2 separate regions of the Hordeum vulgare genome follow, and region 2 is linked to region 1. A link is a contact called in public Hi-C data. All regions are on one chromosome and are shown on one strand. The core of a region is the stretch at or near the end of the contact, and the rest is flanking DNA. Distances in the headings are between cores, read along the strand shown.

Region 1 (3,938 bases), core at 406-2,905:
CCATAACAAACGATGCAAGAAGTCTAAATCAGTTGCATGTACAGGTTTATCGCACCTAACCAAAAAGATTCTGTGAAGTGAACAGATGCAAATTGGACAAACATAAGTGAGAATTACGATTGTTACGATTTCAGTTTAGCTTGTCTGGCACATCAGGGACTACTTTCAGTTTACCTTAGATATGCACCAAACAACAACCTAGTAAAATGCACACCAGACGGACAGAGGGATCACGTACCTCATCCGCCAGGATCTTGGAACAGTTGAAGCACACACAGCGCATTATGGAGAGTACAGTCTTGATGAAGCCAATGTGAAACATTGGCTTTGCAAGCTCAAGGTGGCCAAAGTGGCCAGGGCACTCAGCCATCCCAGCCATACACGTATCACACTTGATCTTCCGGTCAATGGTACCCAAACGAGGGTCACTCAAACCCCCAGGCTTTGCCTTCCCCCTCTCCATAGTCTCTGCATGCTCTATAACCACCACTGACATTTGTCTCTACAAAAAAAAAAAGCAAAGCAACACAAAATCTATCAATTCAATTATACACATTTCGTTGGGCACTCCATACGGACCAGATGAGGAGGCACTCCTCCCACCATCATTACAACGGTCAATGGTCTTTTGAACTAAACAAATCATACTATTAAACCATCTCAAATCCATCTTATTAGATATATTCTGCAAATTTGTAGTACAAGACGAGCAACCGGATGTGTGTAACCTTATTAAAATTTCTATTGAACATGACCCAATCGAAAGCACTGTAAAATCATGTGTAATGATAAACAAACTGTGCAAACTGCTAAGCACAACCAAACTGCCAAGCTCATAGCAAACACAAATGCCTCACAAGTAATGAGAACATTTGCATTTTGTTGGATTGGTTAAAACTTTGATGTACATATAATACAAGTGCGAAGTTGAACTCGGCCAAATATCCCACTTGAATAGTATTACATGGAGTACAACTTGTAGCTCAAACCGAACTAGAGACTTACAACCAATCATTTTGCTCAGAGTTTAACTAGTTCCCCAAGTTGGCAAAACACCCACTCAACCAAACAACACGCATATAGAGTATATATTGTTCAGTGTGTTACAATGGATCAGCTTCAACATATATTTGTCAGATCAAGCTCGGCCAATTTGCTACCCAAACAACACCGCATATCGAACTGAAGCTAACAACCAGCAACCCGATGACAGTTCATCCAGAGCTGGAAGCTAGCCAAGCCCACCCAAACCAGCTCAAGCTTCAACTCCACGCAGAGAGAAGAGAAACGAAACAGAGGCGGCGGTGGGGGTGGGGGAGGCGAGGTATTACGATTTCATCCGGGCTGAGGATGCCGAACTGCACGAGCTGCACCTTGGCCACCTCGGCCGGCGAGTACGGGAACCTCGCGTCCATTTCACCCCCACGGCGGCGCCGGCGCCACCTAGGGTTTGGGTCTCAGATCCCGCCGCCCACCGCGAGCGCGCCGCCGCCCGAAGCCTGGGCGGCTGGGCCGCACGGACAGTCACTGTCTGGGGCACGCTAAACTTTTGGGCGGCTAAAATCGAGCTCGAGTGGGATCGATCCGACCGGTCCTCGCCTTCTCCGCGAAATGGGAGGGGAAAGGGGATCGGGAGAGAGTGCGTCTGAGAAAGAGGAGAACTGGGCGAGGGTGGGGCTTAACTTATAGACGTATCCTGCGCCGGTCGGGCTATAGTGCGCCGGTGGGCGCGTGGACCTGTGGAGACGGTGTATCGATTCATCACAGTGTAGCAAACGCGGTGTAGGTGGACCGGGTGCGGGGAAGGAGGAAAGAAGGGAGTCACGGTGAGGCGGCTATGGTGCCAGTGCAGTGCAGCGCTGGATGTGCAGTGGACGGTGGAGATGAGAGTTTTGGGCGGGGTTTCCGTCGGGTCAATGCGGAACTGTCGAGAACCTGAGAGTGGCCGTGGACTCGTCGATTGTCGTGGTTTTGCTATTTTTCGGTCTATACGTTCTAATCTTTATTTTATTTTATTTTAACAGGTGTTCCTATCTTTATGATAAAGTCGAGGTCAACGATGACACATTGTACAGAAAAATTGTGTTGCATGCGACGGCCAGCAACACAATAAAACCATGAGTTGGGTGAATCCAAATAATCACAACCATTCAACCACCTATATCTAACACCACATGCCGTTTCAATGAATCATCCATTACATCACTTATAAATTAAAAACACCATTAATTGTATTATTTGTAAGAGCATGTCCAATATCATGTATACATTTGAATGTCTATATATTCATATAGATAATGGTCTAAAAAGTTTTCTTATATATACATCCAATTTTACACCAAAACGTTTATATACCGGATCATGACCTATGGGCCTTCATTAGAGAGAGGGAGAAATCATGATTGTAGTTGAGTTTGTACGATGCATTCACGTTGTCCACGTGTGGACATTGTCGAGGTCAATTTAGAGGATGCGCATGTTTGGACGACCATATAGACAAGTTGTTGGACGCTTGTTTCGGACTCACGTCGTTAAAAACGAATATAGACGTTCATATAGACAAGCTATTGGAGATGCTCTAAGGCTGGTCGTAATGGAGAATATCATATACTAGTATCATGCATATGATATTTGTGTATGATAGTATCATATGTTAGTATCATATATTACTCACAACTTAGTATAACTTTGTACTAGAACTAGTACAAAGTTGAGACACTTATTTGGGGACGGATGGAGTAGTATTTTATTTATTATCATGCATGACATATATTAACATAGCATTTATTATGATACAGTATTATAATATGATACTCAACTTTTTCTTTCTTCTTTTAATTCTATATCACATCATCAAAATTGTCTATAGTTGATATGCATGATAGTAACTATGATATTCCCATTACGACCCGTCTAAGTGATTTTGAAAACAACATTAATTGATAATTGTAACCGTTTTTAGAAATAGAGCATTGATTGTGCTTAGTCTTGGAAACAACATTAGTTGCAAAAATAATCTTTACTAGAAGGGTTGGGTGTACTTTACTACGTTTTTGGTGTTGTTGACTTCTTAAAAAAACTATTCACTCTCTTTCAGAATATAAGGTGTGTTCCTTTTTTGAAAAGTCAAACTTTTTAAATTTGATCTAATTTGTAGAGAAATATATCAAATTGGATTCATTATGAAATGAATCTCCATACTTTTTTGTTTAATATTGTGGATGACGACATTTTTTGCCCTAAAATTTGTCAAAATTAAAGAATTATAACTTTTCAAAAAACTAATACCCTTATATTTTGGAACTGATGGGATATTTAGTTTGGCGGGTGGGGGAGATGATGGAGCGTGTTCTATTTTTTTGCCTATAACTAGATCATGGATGGCGCGCGTTGCTGCGCCCATCCATTTCTTTGATATAATAATAGGAATTATGTAAATATGAGGAGACATGGAAGATGAAGTTTAATTTGCATGAACATGTTTCTTGAGGGTATTTTGTGTTAGCTCAAAAAATAATAGTACTGAAACCATATTGGGGCTTGATATTAGTTTTATAAGTCATTTCGAAATGTTTGAAGCAAAAATGTTAAAGCGTTGGAACCGGATATCAATACCAGGTACAATACTAAGACTACTTATGACCGCAAGATGAAGACACTTGAAGAAAGAGGAGTAGAAACATCATGAGAGGTCTTGGCTCAAACCCACTTCATCATCCTAAGAAAGCAAAGTTAGGACTTAGGACATCAACCCAATGCTATAGAGTTTCAAACATCACAAGTGATATATGATTAAAAAACAAATCTAATAATAATGCTTCACTGATAGAAAATATCAAAATTAAATAGTTGAGATTCATTTCACGGGGTATTGAATAGTTTGAGAAAACTTTCAGGGAGGGAACGAAGATATTCCAATGATGCTCCTTCTTTCCATG
Region 2 (3,938 bases), core at 419-2,918, 570 kb after region 1:
GCTGGTACTTCTACTAGTGCGGGTGCAGCAGCCGGCAGCTAGTAAAAGGCCCGTGGAAAAGCAAACCTCCCTCAGGACCAGTACAAGCCAAGTCAATAATGCAAAATTCAAAACTGCAACAAGAAATTCCCTGAGCATATACTCCCTCCTCTTAGGAGGTGCACTGGAACCTAAACACGCAGAGATTGGAGTCACTAATGGACAGGACCACTCCTACCATCAAAGTTTCTTTTCTTTTTTCGCTTATTAAAAAAAAACGTGCACAGTAATTAGACACAGACTAGCGGCTAAACCTCATTGTCTTGGCAGCGGTAGCAAATGACATCATTATCAGAAGCTGCGACAAACAAACCTTAGGAATTTGACCAAATCTGTGGAAAGTACAAGGGCTCCATGTCCAGAGATGTGCCTGTGGCTGCGTGATAGAGAAAGGAGGCTAGCTGTGGTCTCTTTTTTTTTGGGGGGAGATTACACCTGAGGGAGAGAAAAATAGCAAGGCCTTTTCGTTCATTTGTGGTTAAGCTAGATAAAGCTAAATTTGGACAAGAATTTGCGCGTGGCACTTGACTGGACCACGGAAACGGTGATTGGTTAATATAAAATCCAACCTTCTGATACTCATAAGCAATATAAAACCCAACTTGTTATTAATTATATAAAACTTTAAAATGTCCATTCAAATCACCAACAAAACAAAAAGACCTTTTAAGCATTTTGATTTGATTGATTCCCTGGTCACCTCTTTTAAGCACCGACGAGAAAGAACATCGAAAACTTCATCAAAGAGAAAGGACGAGAGATGAATAGTTTGGTACGACGATGCACCGCCGGCAAGATGACAAGGAATATCACGTCACCTCGATCCAGCGCTATGACGTGCTCTCCCACCAACCATTTCATCATAAACAAGGCGAAAGCGCGTTCGCCGATGCAAGAACTGGGTACGGGTTAACTAATAAACCTCGGGGAATCTGAGCATTTGATCCAGGGACGCAATGCAATGCGTCAAACGAGGCACTGGATCGAGAGGGGTCAGCACAAGGAAATTCAGAAGAAAATCGCATGGAGTAAGAGACGGGGGTTGAAACGATCGATCAGAAATGTGTAGGCGAAATCTGGAGAGGAAATGGAAATAGAATCTGCCCCCGTCCCCGTCCCCGTCCCCGCCCCACCACGAGGCGGGTGCACACGGACGCCTACAGGCCACGAGGAGAGAAGAGAAGGCAACCACCGACCTTGAGGCACACGACTCCGACGGGCTTCTCCGGGCGGCGCCCCCCAGCGATCCTCGCGGACGCGCCGCCGATCAGCCTGACCTCCCCGTCGTCGGCGATCCGTCCCGCCGCCGCCGCCGCCTCCCCGCCCCCCGCGTCGGTCCGAATCTTGGAGTAGGAGAGCACCCCGTCGCGGAGCGAGAACCAGCGCTCCCGCCACCCGCGGCCGTAGTTGGTCCACTTGTGCAGCACGCCGGCCACCGCCACCGACCCCGGCCCCGGCGCAGCGGTGGCCGCGGCGGGCTCGGGCGCCGGCGTGGGCGGCGCTTCGGGCTGCGGCGGCGCGGAGGAGAGGCAGCAGAGCGCGTGGTGGTGGTGGTGGTGGCTGCTGCTGTGCGTCATCGTCGACGGCTCGACGACGGCGGAGGGGAGAGAGGGGGGGACGGGACGCGACGCTTAGCTTAATTTAGGAGCGGTTGGATGCTATTTATGTGTGGGTCACTCCATCTCGGTGGGTGCTCTGCTCTCTTCTTCCTTTTCACCTTCCTTAATTACTTACTAATGTTTCTTTGTACTACTACTACATTCCGTAAAATATCTAACATGACCCCAACCTCTTTAAAAAGTTTTTTGTTTCTTTAAAAAGTTTCTTTCTTTCCTGTAATGCAATCAAATATACTTAAATCATTTACTCGCTTGTCTATAATTACTTCACAGAAATGATAGAAATGAATACACAAGTAATTCCAAACGGGTGAAAGATATATATTCCTTCTGTCTTAAAATAAATGCCGTTGCTTTAGTATAAAATTTATACTAATTTAATATTAAATTTGCATCATTTATTTTAAGACAGACGAAGTATTTTTTTTATTTTTTCCGTTTTTACAATTCTGCGAATTAAGAAGGGCCCAATACTGAAAATTACAAGGATTGTAGCCACCGCTAGGAGGTGACTAAGAGGGTGTTTGTTTCCAAAGACTTATTGGTTTTGGGACTTAAAAAAGTCCCTATAAGTCCCACCTAAACCAAACACAAGGGACTTATTGGGACTTATTATGGTGATTTGGGACTTATCAAATAAGACTCTCTAATAGAAGCTTATTGAGACTTATTGCTGGTTAGGCCCGCGGAAAAAGTCTCCCGCATCGATCCAGTGGCCGTCGCCCTACCCCTCGTCGCTCGCACCGCCCTACCCCTCGCCGGTCGCCGCCCCACCGCCCCGTCGCCGCCCGGTCCGTCGCCGCCCTCGCCCCGTCGTCCCGTTTTCTGCCTCGGTTCGCCCCCCCCCCCCCCCCCCCCCCCCGCCGCCCCGTTTCTGCGTTGGTTCTTCCCCCCGTCGCCCCGTTTCTGCATCGCTGGCGCATGGTTCGTGCATGTTGCTGGTTCCCTCGGTAGATGAGGTAAACAGAATTCAGCAGTAGTATTGTTGGGTGTGTGCTGCGTGCCAAGTTTGCTGCGTTTCCTGTATAATAACTGAAAAGATAGAACTGGTGACATTTTGGTTGTTCAACTGAAAAATGTCCAGTTTCCTGTTGACATTTTGGCTGATGACGATCCATATTGACTGCAGGTTACCGCGCCATGGCTGATGACGATCCAAAACCTCCACCTAATAAGTTCTATCTTGTGGACTCAGGGTACCCAAATAGACCGGGTTATCTTTCATCATACAAGGGTTTAACCTATCATTTCCAGGAGTACCGTGATGGCACAATGGCTAGAGGAAAAAAGGAACACTTCAATTTCACCCATTCTTCACTTAGAAATGTCATCGAGAGGTGTTTTGGAGTCCTGAAGAACAAGTGGAGGATTTTGTTTCACTCGCCTAGTTATCCACAACAGAAACAAAGCAAAATAATTGTGGCTTGCATTGCACTGCACAATTTTATTAGACAAAGTCAACTCGCCGATATAGATTTCGACTTGTGTGATCAAGATGAAAATTATGTACCATTGTCTATGCCAACGACTACAACAAATGATTCAACAAATGAGATGGACAGTGCTGCTATGAATCAATTCAGAGCTTGGGTCGCTGATGGGTTGTGGTCCTTGAAACAACAATGATATGAAGAAGTGTTTTTCGCTTATGTAATTTCTGTTATCTCGGTTGTTATGTACTCTCTCTTATTTTGGTTCTTATGAACAAGTGTTAATTCGTTTGTATGAACAAGTGTTATGAACAATTGTTATTTCGGTTGTCATTATTCTGCAATTCATTTGTATGAACAAGGGTTATGTGAACAAGTGTATTTTATTAGGTGCAACATGGGACTTATAAGTCCGTGTAAACAAACAGATAGAGACTCGAGACTTATAAGTCCCTGTAAACAAACAGATAGGGACTTATGACTTATAAATTGGGACTTAAAAAAGTTTTAGGACTTATGAAACAAACAGGGCCTAAGCCAAACTCATGGGTAAAAAGTGGGGTGGGCAAGAAGGACATAGATCCTGCTTATTGCACGATATGCAAGGGGCATGCACACCATGTCATTGGGATCAGGACTGCTTCACGTGCTATGACTAGACTTAGCGGGTCCCAATGCACACTCGTTTCAGCTGGGTTTATAAGTTGGGTACGGATTTTTAAGTTTTATTTATTAGAAATAGAGTTTACATATATTATGTTTTGTAAAAAGAAATTGTATCTATTTTAGTTCACTTCGTCTTCAGTACAACCCAGGACACGACAACGGTTCAGATTGAACGATACTCTTT

What was found. Hi-C and Micro-C count contacts between places; a contact is called where the count stands out from the background.
Region 2: a contact with region 1 is called in a Hi-C map of seedling, with 7 times the contacts expected there. The contact joins the promoter of LOC123408943 here to the promoter of LOC123407901 in region 1. A contact is called at or near these places in 4 of 6 Hi-C or Micro-C datasets (leaf, seedling and an unstated tissue) and 1 of 1 datasets of contacts at active chromatin or transcription factors (embryo).

The regions. Positions count from the first base shown.
Region 1 is chr7H:384,840,931-384,844,868 of MorexV3_pseudomolecules_assembly, forward strand. It overlaps LOC123407901 (DNA-directed RNA polymerase II subunit RPB1-like), which reads right to left and starts at 1,656. Exons shown (of 14, transcript XM_045101142.1): 1 at 1,332-1,656; 2 at 239-502. The coding sequence starts at 1,415.
Region 2 is chr7H:385,408,396-385,412,333 of MorexV3_pseudomolecules_assembly, forward strand. It overlaps LOC123408943 (oxysterol-binding protein-related protein 2A), which reads right to left and starts at 1,669. Exons shown (of 10, transcript XM_045101968.1): 1 at 1,236-1,669. The coding sequence starts at 1,616.